2 separate regions of the Mus musculus genome follow, and region 1 is linked to region 2. The links are chromatin contacts, called in public Hi-C maps. All regions are on one chromosome and are shown on one strand. Each heading gives the region's core, a stretch centred on a gene start, on an enhancer-like site or on the middle of the called end of the contact. The rest is flanking DNA. Distances are from core to core; before and after follow the strand shown. Region 1 overlaps Vps13d (vacuolar protein sorting 13D). Region 2 has its middle 28 kb from the start of Tnfrsf8.

Region 1 (6,458 bases), core at 3,279-5,778, 360 kb before region 2:
ATGTTCTCCACGGCTATGAAGCTGCATGGGAGAGAGAATTCTGGATACCGAGCTGCTCCATGTCAGGGCCAGGCCGTCCCTCGATACTCTAAGGGCAGGGGCCTGCTCAGGTCTAGGGTCTGAGGCCTAGGTTTCCACAGGCTTCCCAATTACCACCCCTCACTGTGCATGTGCATGGTTTTATTACTCTGGGACTCAGGTTCCTCATCTGTAAGTTTGTATTAGAAAAGACATGGCCTTAGGAGCTGCTGTTCATAGCTCATAGCTCTCTGCTGTAGGGTGCTCATCAACACTAACAAGTAATATTTGCTATGAGTTTCAAACAGAAAAAAAAAAATCCTGTTTTGATATGGGCTTTGTGGGGTGCTCTGTGAACTTTTGGATAGTTTATGAGTCAGAGAAAATGGAAACAATGCTTTGCTGACAGGACATATGACAGACCAGATAGACCATGAGGAGAGACAGCAGGGGTAGAGATAGTGAGGTGGACAAGTCTGCCAGACCGAAAACAATAGCATTTGCTTCTTTCTTTGCTCTGACTACCCTGATGAGAGGTCACCTGACCCCTGTTCAGTATGGCCAGGGTCATGGGGCTTGTGATTCCACTGAACTCTCAGAACTGTAGTCATCACTTCTAAAGCTTACAGGCCACTCAGAAACAGCTTAGATTTGAAAAACTGAGAGAAGCCTGAGTCCTGGAGTACTTGCAGCAAAGCTCACAGACTGGTGTGGAAATTCATGCAGGACTACTCTCTGCTCAGCTGCTGAACCAGGAGTAGTCACCTTGAAAGCCAGTGACCACCTTAGCTTGGTGGCCGCCTGTATCTTATGCTGGCTTTTCCCAGTGTGGCTGGCCATCAGGGACAGTAAGGACACACGGAGTGATGGCCAGCATACCAAGAGCTGACTGACAATAGGCTGGCTGTGTACCTTGGGGTTTTAAATTGTGTTTTCTCAGAGCCAAGGCTCTATCTGGAACTGCCATGGATCCAGGTCTAGGGTAGTCTTAGTCCAGGGTCACGGAGCACAAAATCATCAGAAAGGGTAGCGTCATTGAGGGCAGGACAGGGCCAATTTGCTGGCAGCCAGGGACTTGCCTGTCCGACCCAAGCATGGCTGACCCTCACTTTCCTCTGCACCTCTCTAGAGTATCCTTCACTCTCCTTCCTATGCCCCACACTGAGTCACCATCCTCGCCCTCAAAGCTTCCCCAAATACCTTGGCTCCTGACTGCTGCTGACCTTTCAACACCTTGGCCCATCAAAGCACTGTCAGAGGACTCTTTCTGCTTCTTGCTAAGCATTCTGGCTTCAGTGGCACTCTAAGCACCAGTGTGGTCCATTGTACACGACTTCCTGAGTACCCACCACGGAGTCAGCCACCCATGAGGACTTGCTAAGAACCCACGTTGTTCCAGTCGTCATTTTAATTATGGCTCCCATGACAAAAATTGGGGTTTGCTGTTCTCATTTAACTGGTTGGCAATGCTGAGAATGTAGACTTGTAAAGTCTCACTGCCAAAATTAGAAGTGCTCAGCCGCTCTCCATGATCTAGCAGGCTTAGCACAGCCTTCTTATGCCCCACACTCAGAGTCAGGGGCAGCGTTACTGTATGAGGAGAAGGGAGGAGGAAAGGACATGGAGAGACAGAAGGAAAGACAGAAAGAATAGAGAGCATCTCAGGGCCAGCTGGAACTAAATGGAAAATGAGTTGAACACACAAAAACAGCTTTGCTCTAGAGCACAGGTGGGCCATGAAGGCTGTCTGGAAATCTCTAAGGAGACTCAAAAAGAGGCCAGGAGGCAGGGTGAAAGCAGACACACGGATTACACCACCCAGGAGAGACTGGATCTCTAGCCTCTCATTAGTGCTCCATCCTCCTCTGAGGAGCCTTGGTGCCACCCAGGAAGATGCCTTTATACCAAAGGGCACAGGGGCTGAACCTGAGCATACATCCCAACCCCCTTCTAGGAGGCTACAAATGGCTCAAGTCCTCTCAAAGGCCAGGAAATAAGGAGGAATTGTGGCTCTGAGCCAGGGGTGCTTCTATAAGTCAGGTAGCATGGTAAAGGAAATCTTGGCTAGGCTAGAAAGGAGAGTCCACAAGTTTGAGACTCTTGCAGCTTGGTGACTCAGTTCCTTCATCTCTGACGGAGATGGTGCTGCCTACCAACTCCTTCAGTTAAGGTTAACGGAGAAGATCCATGTTGGGACAGAACAAGCGCAATACAGTAGCCCTCACTACCTGTATCTTCACTCTGGGCCTAGGAGCCCTGCTCATGCCCTGGGGTTGCTGCTGTTCACAGCATTCACTGTCCCAATGCCTTCAAACCAAAAGCAGATCAGAACCAAGGCCAGGGTTGGGAGAAGAGAGAAAACTGGGCAATGATAGCCAATGGCTGTTTCCCCACTTTCCCTGAGGCTTCCTCTGCAACCCATTACCCAAGGTTTTGGGTCCCATCACCACCACTGCTGTCAGTCTGCTTGACACCCTCCCACACACCCCAAATCTGGAAACCACATCAAAGACTCACTCAAACTGCTTGGGGCAGACCCTTCATCTCCTGATCCCGATCCCAAACTTGTCACTCACTGTGAAGAATTAACATGGGGCAAAGCAGAGGCCTCTTGGCTCTATATTCTTCTGATATTTTCCTCCAGCCCCCCTTTTCTCTGTAGCTGCCCACCTGCAGGCCAGCTCTCTACAGGCTCTGCACCCCACCTCCAGCCAACAGAGCAGCCAAGACATGGCTGACACATGGACTTTGGCTTTCCAGAGTCTACCGATAGCCACTTTTCACTGCTGCTGCCCCACAGGTGGGCTGACGGAAAGCCTCTCAGGTGACAGAGGAGGGACACTCCATCTGTCTTGTGAGGACAGAGGGAAGATGACAAACACACACAAGCACTAGGGTAAGTTCTGGCCTTCCAGAAGAGGAAAGAGAGGCCCTCTCTTCTAAACTAACCACCAGAGGCCCATGGCAAGTAGCTCAGACTTCTGTTAGAACAGTAACTGTCTATGTTACAGGCAGTGGGCAACAAGGGAAATAACAGTGAACATCTCCCAGTTTATCTCCTATGTTATCTCCCTCCCCTCCCAAACAAGTCTCTTTGACTTGCTAGACTATGGACTTGCTGAGGAACACCACAAAGTTGTAAAGTTGTACTTGACCTGGCACACAGTGAAACAATGTATTGGCCAAGGATTTAGAAGACAATAGAGAAAGGATGCTAGGAGGAACCCCACTGCACATAGGTACAACATGGGGTGTGGGATACCAGGGGCTGTGTTGCCCTCAGAACTTCAAGCAAGCCATTGACTTCTATCTGCGCAGCTGAGTAAACTGCTGGATACAAGTCTGCAGGTGTCAAATGTTTCTGACAGGTTAGCTCCCGGCTTAGAGACAGTGTAAGCTGGAGCTAGGCTGTGGCTGAGAGAAACAGTGACCATCTAGTCATGTAAGGCCCTGGGGTCCATTTCCAGCAAAGGAAGGAAGGACGGAGGGAACAAAGGGGATTTCACTATTACTCATTTCCTGAATTCTTTTTGATTTTGCTAACCATGTAAATGAGTTGGTTTCATTAGAAGAGAAAGGTGACATTTTTAGCATGCTACTTTAGTCTGGATCCTCTTCTTCAAAATTCCCTCCTCCCCTGCCTCTAGGAGACAAGCACCCAAGGAGAAAAACCTGAAGTTTACAAGGTTGCCTTTGCTTTTTCTTTATATTTTCTGTATTAAAAATACATACATACACTCACAAACCACACACACACACACACACACACACACCTCCTAGATATTCCTTTCTGTCTAAATAGTGAAAGAACCCAAGGATCTGGTCTTGTGATCGATCGCCTTTGTGCCTGCAATCTGAATGGGCCAACTTGATAAAATATTCGAAACGAGTAGATACTTTATAAAAGACAAACAAACAACTAAAGGGTGACTCCTAGCCACAAACTAGGCATTGTTCAGAAAAGTTAACCATACAGGATCCTGGGTTAGGACTGAGGAGAATGGGAAGTAGCAGAGGTGCACAGAACTGATGAGCCTGCTATGAAGCCTTAGCAGACCTTAAATTGGATGTCAGTGACAATCTGTTTAATACTGTTTAATTAAATGGAAAAAAACCCCACAAAACTAAATACAACTTGATGTGGGAGATCAAAGTTGACGCTGCTGTGGCACTGGGGACTTTGTGGGGTTTTCACTCCATCAGGAAGTAATTACACAATATTTTCCAGAAGTGAAACAGTGAGTATAAGTGGAAAAAAATGTGGAAACATTTAGTTAGAACAGTAGAGCAAGGTATTAAAGACTCCTTTAACGGGTTAACTCTGAGGGGAATATGCAAATAATTAGGTCCTTAAACATGTTTTTAATTACAAATCTAGGATAAAAGTCAGAGGTAGAAGTCGGCACCAGAGTTTTTCCTGAGTACGCCCTTCCTGCAGAGGGATGACTAGACCACTCACATGACCCTGAGTACAGGCTGATAACAGAGGACACTCCGAGCCACGTCTGCCAGGGTCCCTTGTGACCTCTCCTATATGCCCAGGAAGACTGGGGTCACATGCCTCCCTCACCACCCACTGGCTAGGCTCCACCTTCAGCGTGGGTGGAGATACAAGGTCCTCATCTTCAAAGTTAAAATTCAGGCAGTAACTGTGCCCAGATCACATGAAACTTCAAGTGTTTTATGAAACTCATTTTGCTGATTTCTTCCTGGCTGCAGATTTTAGCTCACTGGCCTGTTTCCAGGGTGTGTACCATGTGGGCAGCAACTCTACGATGCCTGGACTATACAATTTGTCCAGAGTGTTTTTCTGTTCTTCTATCATTCTATTACAAATGAATCTTGTTTCAAAGAACCAGAGATGGTTTGGATCAAATAGAGGTGGGTTAACAAAGAATTTAAGATTTAACACCCAAAGATCTGTAATTTTACTTAGCCCATCCTCCTTTTTGAGACAGGGATGCCAGGCTGACTGTGGAAGGTAGCTGAGGCTGACTTTAAACTTGTGGTCCTCCTGCCTCCATCTCCTGAGTGCAAATGCTACTACTCTTGGTTTATGCAGTGCTAGACATGGAACCTGGGGCACTGTGCATGCTAAGCAAGCATTCTACCAGCTTAGCTACATCTCTCACCCCTTACTTATCCTTTGATAGTATCCCTAAGTCCTCATGGGAAATGGAAAGTAGGACATGTGTTAACACAAATGTTGACCTGCAGCTCTCCAGCTGAGTTTATTGAGTGATTTAAACCCCAGGCACTTCTAGGTTCAGAGGGTTCTCCAGTGAGTGGGACACCCTAGCTATCACTGGCTGACACTCCAGTAGAGTCTATATTATGTTCCGTTTTGCTGAGAAATGACTCTCTAGGTTTGAGTCTGAGGCTCAAAATCCCATCAATAGTGCAGTTTATAGGAAGGTCTCAGCCCTCTCAGCGTTCAGAAATGAAGATCTAAGTTTCTGTTGTTGAAGCCTCTCGGTGCACAGCATGTGTTGGTAGCAGAATAGGCTCAAGGGAAGAAGTGCACAGCACTATTTAGAGATACTCCAGTGATACCATGGCAGGATACACCTAAGAAGATGCCATATCCTATCTCCTAAATTCTAGACTTCGTTTTCTATGTTCTCATTCAAACAAGATATGAAATGGGAATTGAGGCCTCTGGTATTGTCTCAAGCAATGACACTGAAGGCCACCCCCAGGAGCTAATCTTCCCCTGAACGCTTCCACCAGTCAGCAACACCCACAGTGCCAGAATCTTCCCTAGTTCGCTTCACCTCAGAGGATACAAGTTACACTAGGACATTTCTACGCCCCAAATTCAGTCATCTCACACCTGGTCAAGAGAGCACAGGTCACACAGCACCTTACATTCGGAGAATTTCCACAAAATAGCACCAGAGACTACCATGGTTACCATGTCAGCTAAGAATAATCTCACTAACTGAAAATGTGTAAGAGCAACAAAATAATTAAGAAAACTGCATTTCCAGGATATTCGATGGGTAATAATTTGCTTCTTAGTTTCAGTTTGCTAGCATTCTCTAGCAAACAGTAAAGTTAAAAAAAAATATATGGGGCGTGGTGGTGCACGCCTTTAATCCCAGCACTCGGGAGGCAGAGGCAGGCGGATTTCTGAGTTCGATGCCAGCCTGGTCTACAAAGTGAGTTCCAGGACAGCCAGAGCTATATAGAGAAACCCTGTCTCAAAAAACAAAACAAAACAAAACAAAACAAAACAAAACAAAACAAAACAAAATATATATAAGGGACAAAAGTCCCTTAAGACTGAGACTATCTCATGCCCCGGCCTCTCTGAACTGACTACAGAGACTGATACCGCAGAGACAACACAGGGAGGTCTGCTTTGGAGCAGGCTGAGAGCCATTCCCTCTGGTACTGGTCATTTACAATCTGACATTTAGGACAAGTCATTCTTTAGT
Region 2 (5,987 bases), core at 430-2,929:
CTGTATGGAAATATTTTTTAAAATCCTGAAATCTAAACTAGACCTAGTTTCAAGCATTTCAGACCAAGACAGTGGGCCTGGACTACTTTCCATTGGTCTGCCTGGGCTATGAAAAATCACCAGAGACTGGCATGCTTTCTCAACAGAAATCTAACTGCTCCTAATTCTGGAGGTTGAAGCCCAAGGTCAGGCATTGGTGGTCTGGCTTTTCCAAAGGTCTAGCTCCTTGGCTTTTAGACAGCCACCCTCTTACACATTCTCACACAGCCTCTTTGTGTTTGCATCTTGCTGAAGTCCCCTATTTAAAAGGACAGCAATTTTACTGGAGTAGGGTCCCACTTTAACCTGCTTACCTTCCTAAAGGTTTTCCCTTCAGATAAAGCCATGTACTGGGAAGTCTAGAGCTTGGACACACAAGTTGGGATGTGTGTGTGGGGGGGGCAGTTCAGGTCTTGCTCACCTCTATGCTCCCTACCACACTGGATGGGCATTGTAAAAAAAAAAAAAAGTCTTTTGTAGATAGATACTGAGTTGAGGAGGCTGGAGAGATGGCTCAGCAGTTAAGAGCTCTTGCTGCTTTTCCAGAGGACCTGAATCTGGTTCTCAACACTCACACTGGGCAGTTCACAACTGGCTGTAGACCTACAGCTCACCTCATAGGGCACACACATGGCATACACTTACATGAACGTATATACATAGGTAAAAATAAAATAATTGCTTTTTAAAAGGTATCAAGCTGGGTGGTGGTGGCTCATGCCTTTAGTCTCAGAACTTGGGAGGCAGAGGCATGTGGATATTTATGAGTTCCAGGCCAGCTGGTCTACAGAATGAGTTTCAGGACAGCCAGGGCTCTGTCACACAGAGAAAATCTGTCTCAACTTCCCCCACAAAGACTTGAGGGAGCATTTTGTATATGTTTTAATCTCAGCATTCACAAAATAGAGTCATGAAGACTTCTGTGAGTTTAGGGCTAGACAGAGCTACATAGTAAGAACCTGTCTCAAAAGAAAGGAAAGAAAAACGGTATTGAGTGTAGTGGTGACTTGTTCAAAGTCATATCAGAAAAAGAAAACCTAGGGGTATAGTCCAGGGGTAGAATGTTTGTCTACTAAGCATGAGGCCCTGAGTACAATTCCCAGCACTGGAAGGAGAGAAAAAGAGAAACAGAGAAGAAGGTGGTAGGGGAGGATGAGAGAGAAGGTGGAGGAGAAAACTGATAGCAGGGACTGAATTGGGTATACAGGTGGCAGTAACCCTGGGGAAGCTCTGCCATCAGCTGGTGACCACAAACAGTCCACACACCTCCCCAGCTAGCTCATATCATAATTCTCTGAACCAGCACTTCTCGGATGGCTCTCAGCAGCACAAGATGAGGAAATTTGAATGACACACTTAAGCACCTGTCCCTTCACCCCTCCCCCATGACAACCACTTCTGATCTTCCTGTCTCCTTCCTCTCTAACTTCCAACTCTCAAACTGCTGGGCTGGCCAGCAGGGAAGTTCTGGGCCTCTTCCAGAGCTGATGGACTGACCAGAAAAGCAGGGAGTGGCCTGGAGGCTAGGCTTTTGAGTGTTATCCAGGGCTCTGTCAAAACCACATGAGAGAGATTGAAAACAGCCCTTCAAAGTCAGAATGAAAAAGTGAGACCAAGAGAAACTGGGGTTAAGGCTTCAGCTACGGAGAAGCCCGATGGTGGCTTCTGTGAAAGACATGCAGCCCCCAGGCTGCTAAATGACTCACTTCTGAGGCCATGGTGATGAACGTGGTTTCTTCTGCAGCATGTGTGTGCATACATGCTTATGTACATGTGTTGGGGCATGTGTGCATATGAGAATATGAGGTACGGTGCATATAAGTGTGAAAAAAAAAACCACAGCTCTCATCTTAATAGGGATTACAGAATTTATTCTAGAGCAATTTTGAGTGACCATGGCCTGAGAACACATATTTAGATTGCCCCAAATTCCATGTTCCAATGTGGAACCAGTTTCAGGAAGTTGTTTTTTTTTTTTTTAATAACTTTAAAACAGTGAAGCGAGTCATAATTCAAGGAAACTTTAAAATAAATTGGTGGGTACATCAGAAAGGCAGGTCCAGTGAGATGGGGGAAGCTGTTCTGTATGCCCAGGATACTATTTGAGCATTTAGGCTGATGGAAGCTGGTTGTCTGTTACTAGATGCTAAAAGGCTTTTTATCTATTAGAGACATGATGCCATGTGGGGGCAGGTCATTAGGAATGGCTGTTCTGGAGGGCCACCCCAAGGTAAAGGGAAGACTGTTCCAGAGGGTGGGCCCAAGGTAAAGTAAGTAATCTTCGGACATGCAATATTCCGATCTCTCCAGAGAACTGCCGTTCTAATCAGTCAACGAGTCTCCACAGACACAGCTTCTTTCCAGTTTTCATTCACAGAAGGGGATGCGAGGAGCTGAGATTAGAGGTACACGCCACCACTTGTAGCACCTGTCACTCAAGTGGGACATTCATGTTTGCAGATGAGCATTCCTAACACAGGACCATCTCGTCTCAAAACATTTGCAGTGGATTCACACAGGGTCACACTCTGAGGTCCCAGGTGGACATATATTTCGGTGGCCACTCCTAAATCTCCTTCATGGGCTCAAAATGTGGTGAATTTTTCTTATGCCAATGACCATAGAGCCTTTGAGAGTCAAGGGCTGGGGAAAGTCCATATCTGGAGACCTCATCCCCAGGAGCCTCAGCCCAGTAGGACAGGAAGACCTGGAGAACCCACCCAGTCTGGTAGAGAAAAGACCCATGTGGTGATCCAAAGGCTGACAGGAGTCATGTTCAGGCAGGGACCTTAAGCTCCTGTATCTAACCAGTAATATCACTCCATCCTCCAAACAGCCCATGCAGGTAGTGCTGGATCCCACTGGACAGGCAGGAAAACAGGCTCAAGAGGTTCAGAGTGTCTGGGCTTTTCCAAGGGTGGGAGTGGCTGCTGAGTGCCAGGCTCAGCCTCTACCCACAGCTACCCCTGATTCCCATGAGAACAGGAAGGAGCCTTGTACCCTGCTGTCTCTCACTGTGTAGACAGAAACCTGCCAGGAGGTGGAAGAGTTAGCTAGTGTTGCTAATAACACTGATGGTACAGAAACATGGAGAGATGGAAAGGAAATGACTTATAAAGAAGAGAAACAGTCATACTAGGGTCCTGATTCTGAGGACGAGGATGAAAGAGATGGGACCTTTGGACCTTTATTTATAGGTTATTTGAATATTATGCAAGACATACATACATACATACATACATACATATGTAAATACATACATACAAGCTTTGTTTCCTGAGATTTAGCCAAGAGCAGGAAGCTTTCCAAACATGCAGGTCAATAGCCTTTCACATGTTAATCTTTGGACACTCATCTGCTATCCTACTCCCTGCCTCAGCAGGAAGGATACCACGGGCACATCAGATCCTAGACCTGGAAAATACTCCAGGCCTTCCCTTATCCTTCTCCCCAGGCTGAAACTTGATCATTTGTCCCCACCTCTGCCAAGCAGAGCTAAACATCCACAGCATGAGCGCAGGAACCTGTCCCAACAACAGGGGCTGGAAAACCAAGCAGTTTGCGCTGCCTTGAGGGGCTACTGGGTCGGGGAAGAGGAGCCCACCACCATTAGAACCAGAGGAGAGGGGACCTGAAATACTCTGTGGTCAGAAAGGACTCAGCTTTGTGCTGTGATGGGAATGTTTATCTGAGTGCTAGCCTGAAGACCTCAGGTTCAGTTCTTGGCTGGCTCACCAAAAGTTTTATAGGAGTAATTGGGGTCAAAGCATAGGCCCTGGCAGCCCTAATAAGCCAGATTCAACCTCCTTTCTTCAACACTCAATTTTAAAACACAATGAAAAGCGGGGGCGGAGGTGGAGGATATTTATTCAATGTGGCCACATTGGGAAGAACAAAAAAGTCCAGTGAGCCCCCTCAAACCCCCCCTCACACTCTCACACCCCCACCCTCCCAGTCCATCTTCTGGGTAGAAGATAATAGGTATGTGTGGCTAAGCAGTCCTGGTCAAGGTATGGTCCTGCTCATTACTAGCCCATCAATTTTTTTTTTTTTGGGGGGGGGGACAAGGTTTCCCTTTGTAACACTGGTGGTCTTGGAATTAGTTTTCTAGACCAGGGTGGCCTCAAAGTCAAAGATCTGACTGCCTCTGCTTCCTAGTACTGCAATTAAATGTGTGCACCATGACACCCTGCTAAACTGGCCCATCTTCTCAAATCCAGTCTCTCCTGCCAGCTGGTCTGACAAGTCAGAACTGTGTGATACTGATTTCTGCTCCCAGAAATGGCAGCCTTTTTCCTTCTCCCAGCTTGAGATTCCTGGGTCAATTCCAGGTTGTTGGGGGCTCACTGTTTCAAAGGTTTCATAGATAAAGAGTAGCCTTGTTCCTGCCAGGCTGGCTCCATTGTACCACAGAAACTCTGTTGCTGTGGACCCAACCTCAGGCCACTCTCTATGGCCACATTAGTCTGGATTTCCCCTTTGGCTTTCCTGAACACCGCAGCCATCCTAAGCAGCCATCCTTAGCCCTCAGGTGCTGGCCACAGGGAAATCCCTGGTTACCCACAGCCCTTCTTCCTCTCTATGGACAGAACTCTGAGTCCAAATGAGGATAAGAAGATGTATCCTTTATCTGTTTACAGAGAGGCAAAGGCAAAAGGCCTGGGGAAGGAGTGACCCTTTGGGGATGATCTTGATGCTAGAACATTCTAGAGTGGAGGGCAGGAAGAGCTGAGGAGAGTCTACATGTCTCCCTGGGTGCAGATATCTCCTACTTATGATGTCCAACTTACAACCTTCCATGTGACTACCATGCTGTCTTTCACAGGAAGTCAATAAAATCATCCACACCTTGATCTTGCCTTGACTCTTCCATGGGCGGCTGGTGTTACATGGCAAGATGTTTCTTTTCTTTCCTTTCCTTTCTTTCCCTTTCTTTCTTTCTTTCTTTCTTTCTTTCTTTCTTTCTTTCTTTCTTTCTTTCTTTCTTTCTTTCTTTCTTTCTTTCTCTCTTTCCTTTGTTCTCTTTCTTTCTTTCTTTCTTTCTTTCTTTCTTTCTTTCTTTCTTTCTTTCTTTCTTTCTTTCTTTCTTTCTTTCTTTCTTCCTTCCTTCCTTCCTTCCTTCCTTCCTTTCTGCCTGCCTTTCTCTCTTTCTTGCTTTCCTTCTTTCTTTCTTTCTTTCTTTCTTTCTTTCTTTCTTTCTTTCTTTCTTTCTTTCTTTCTTTCTTTCTTTCTTTTCCTTCCTTCCTTTCTTTCTTTCTTTTCCTTTCTTTCATTCTTTTTTTCTTTGTGTAGCCTTGGCTGTTCTGGTATTTGCTCTGTAGACAAGGTTGGCCTCTAACTCAAGAGATCCTCATACCTCTGTGACACTATGTCCAGCTTCAGATCTTCTTTTTTGATGCTGGACAGATATCCCAACTCAGGTCTCAGCAATGAGATTATGAGGACAAACCCTCTAGATGCTAGAGGGGTAAAATATGTAGCACTCTGTGTGGCTGTGGCCATAGATAGGTGAAGTGAATTACTGATCATCAGGCAGTGGCTCTGTTGTCCCCTTCACCTCTCACAGGTATTGTCATAGGTGATGAATGCCAGCTCTGGAGGTCACATAATATACACAAGGTTACAATGTTGGGAGGAGCCTTTCTGAAGTCACATTCTGCTCTCTCTATTTGTGCTGAAATACTCAGAGCAAGCCAAGAGTCAGACAGAGGAGGACCTTGGGTTGTATGAAAATATGAATTCCTAGATCAAAGTATCACAGAACACGTGTTTTAGAAGAAGTAAATAATGTTGCCATTCATGCCACATAGTGAACTCAGAAGGGGCAGAAAAAACAAACAAACAAACAACAACAAAAAACTAGAAGAAATCAGATGATGTGGCACACATCTACACTGGTAACCACTGCACTGGAGACGTAGAGGCAGGAGGATCAGCATGTCAAGGCC

What was found. Hi-C and Micro-C count contacts between places; a contact is called where the count stands out from the background.
Region 1: a contact with region 2 is called in a Hi-C map of Th1 cells, with 2.2 times the contacts expected there. The contact joins two enhancer-like sites. A contact is called at or near these places in 1 of 484 Hi-C or Micro-C datasets (Th1 cells) and 1 of 9 other capture datasets (embryonic stem cells).

Annotation. Positions count from the first base shown.
Region 1 is chr4:144,976,748-144,983,205 of GRCm38.p6, forward strand. Vps13d (vacuolar protein sorting 13D) reads right to left here. Exons shown (of 70, transcript NM_001276465.1): 69 at 1-21. Among named protein-coding and RNA genes, the nearest start is that of Gm36317, 17 kb to the left of the region's middle. Within about 2 kb of position 4,529, at least 99 of the 459 cell types and tissues checked have an H3K27ac peak or open chromatin away from gene starts, as enhancers often do. A contact at or near this core is called in Th1 cells, where this site is marked.
Region 2 is chr4:145,340,647-145,346,633 of GRCm38.p6, forward strand. No RefSeq gene overlaps it. Among named protein-coding and RNA genes, the nearest start is that of Tnfrsf8, 28 kb to the left of the region's middle. Within about 2 kb of position 1,680, at least 32 of the 459 cell types and tissues checked have an H3K27ac peak or open chromatin away from gene starts, as enhancers often do. A contact at or near this core is called in Th1 cells, where this site is marked.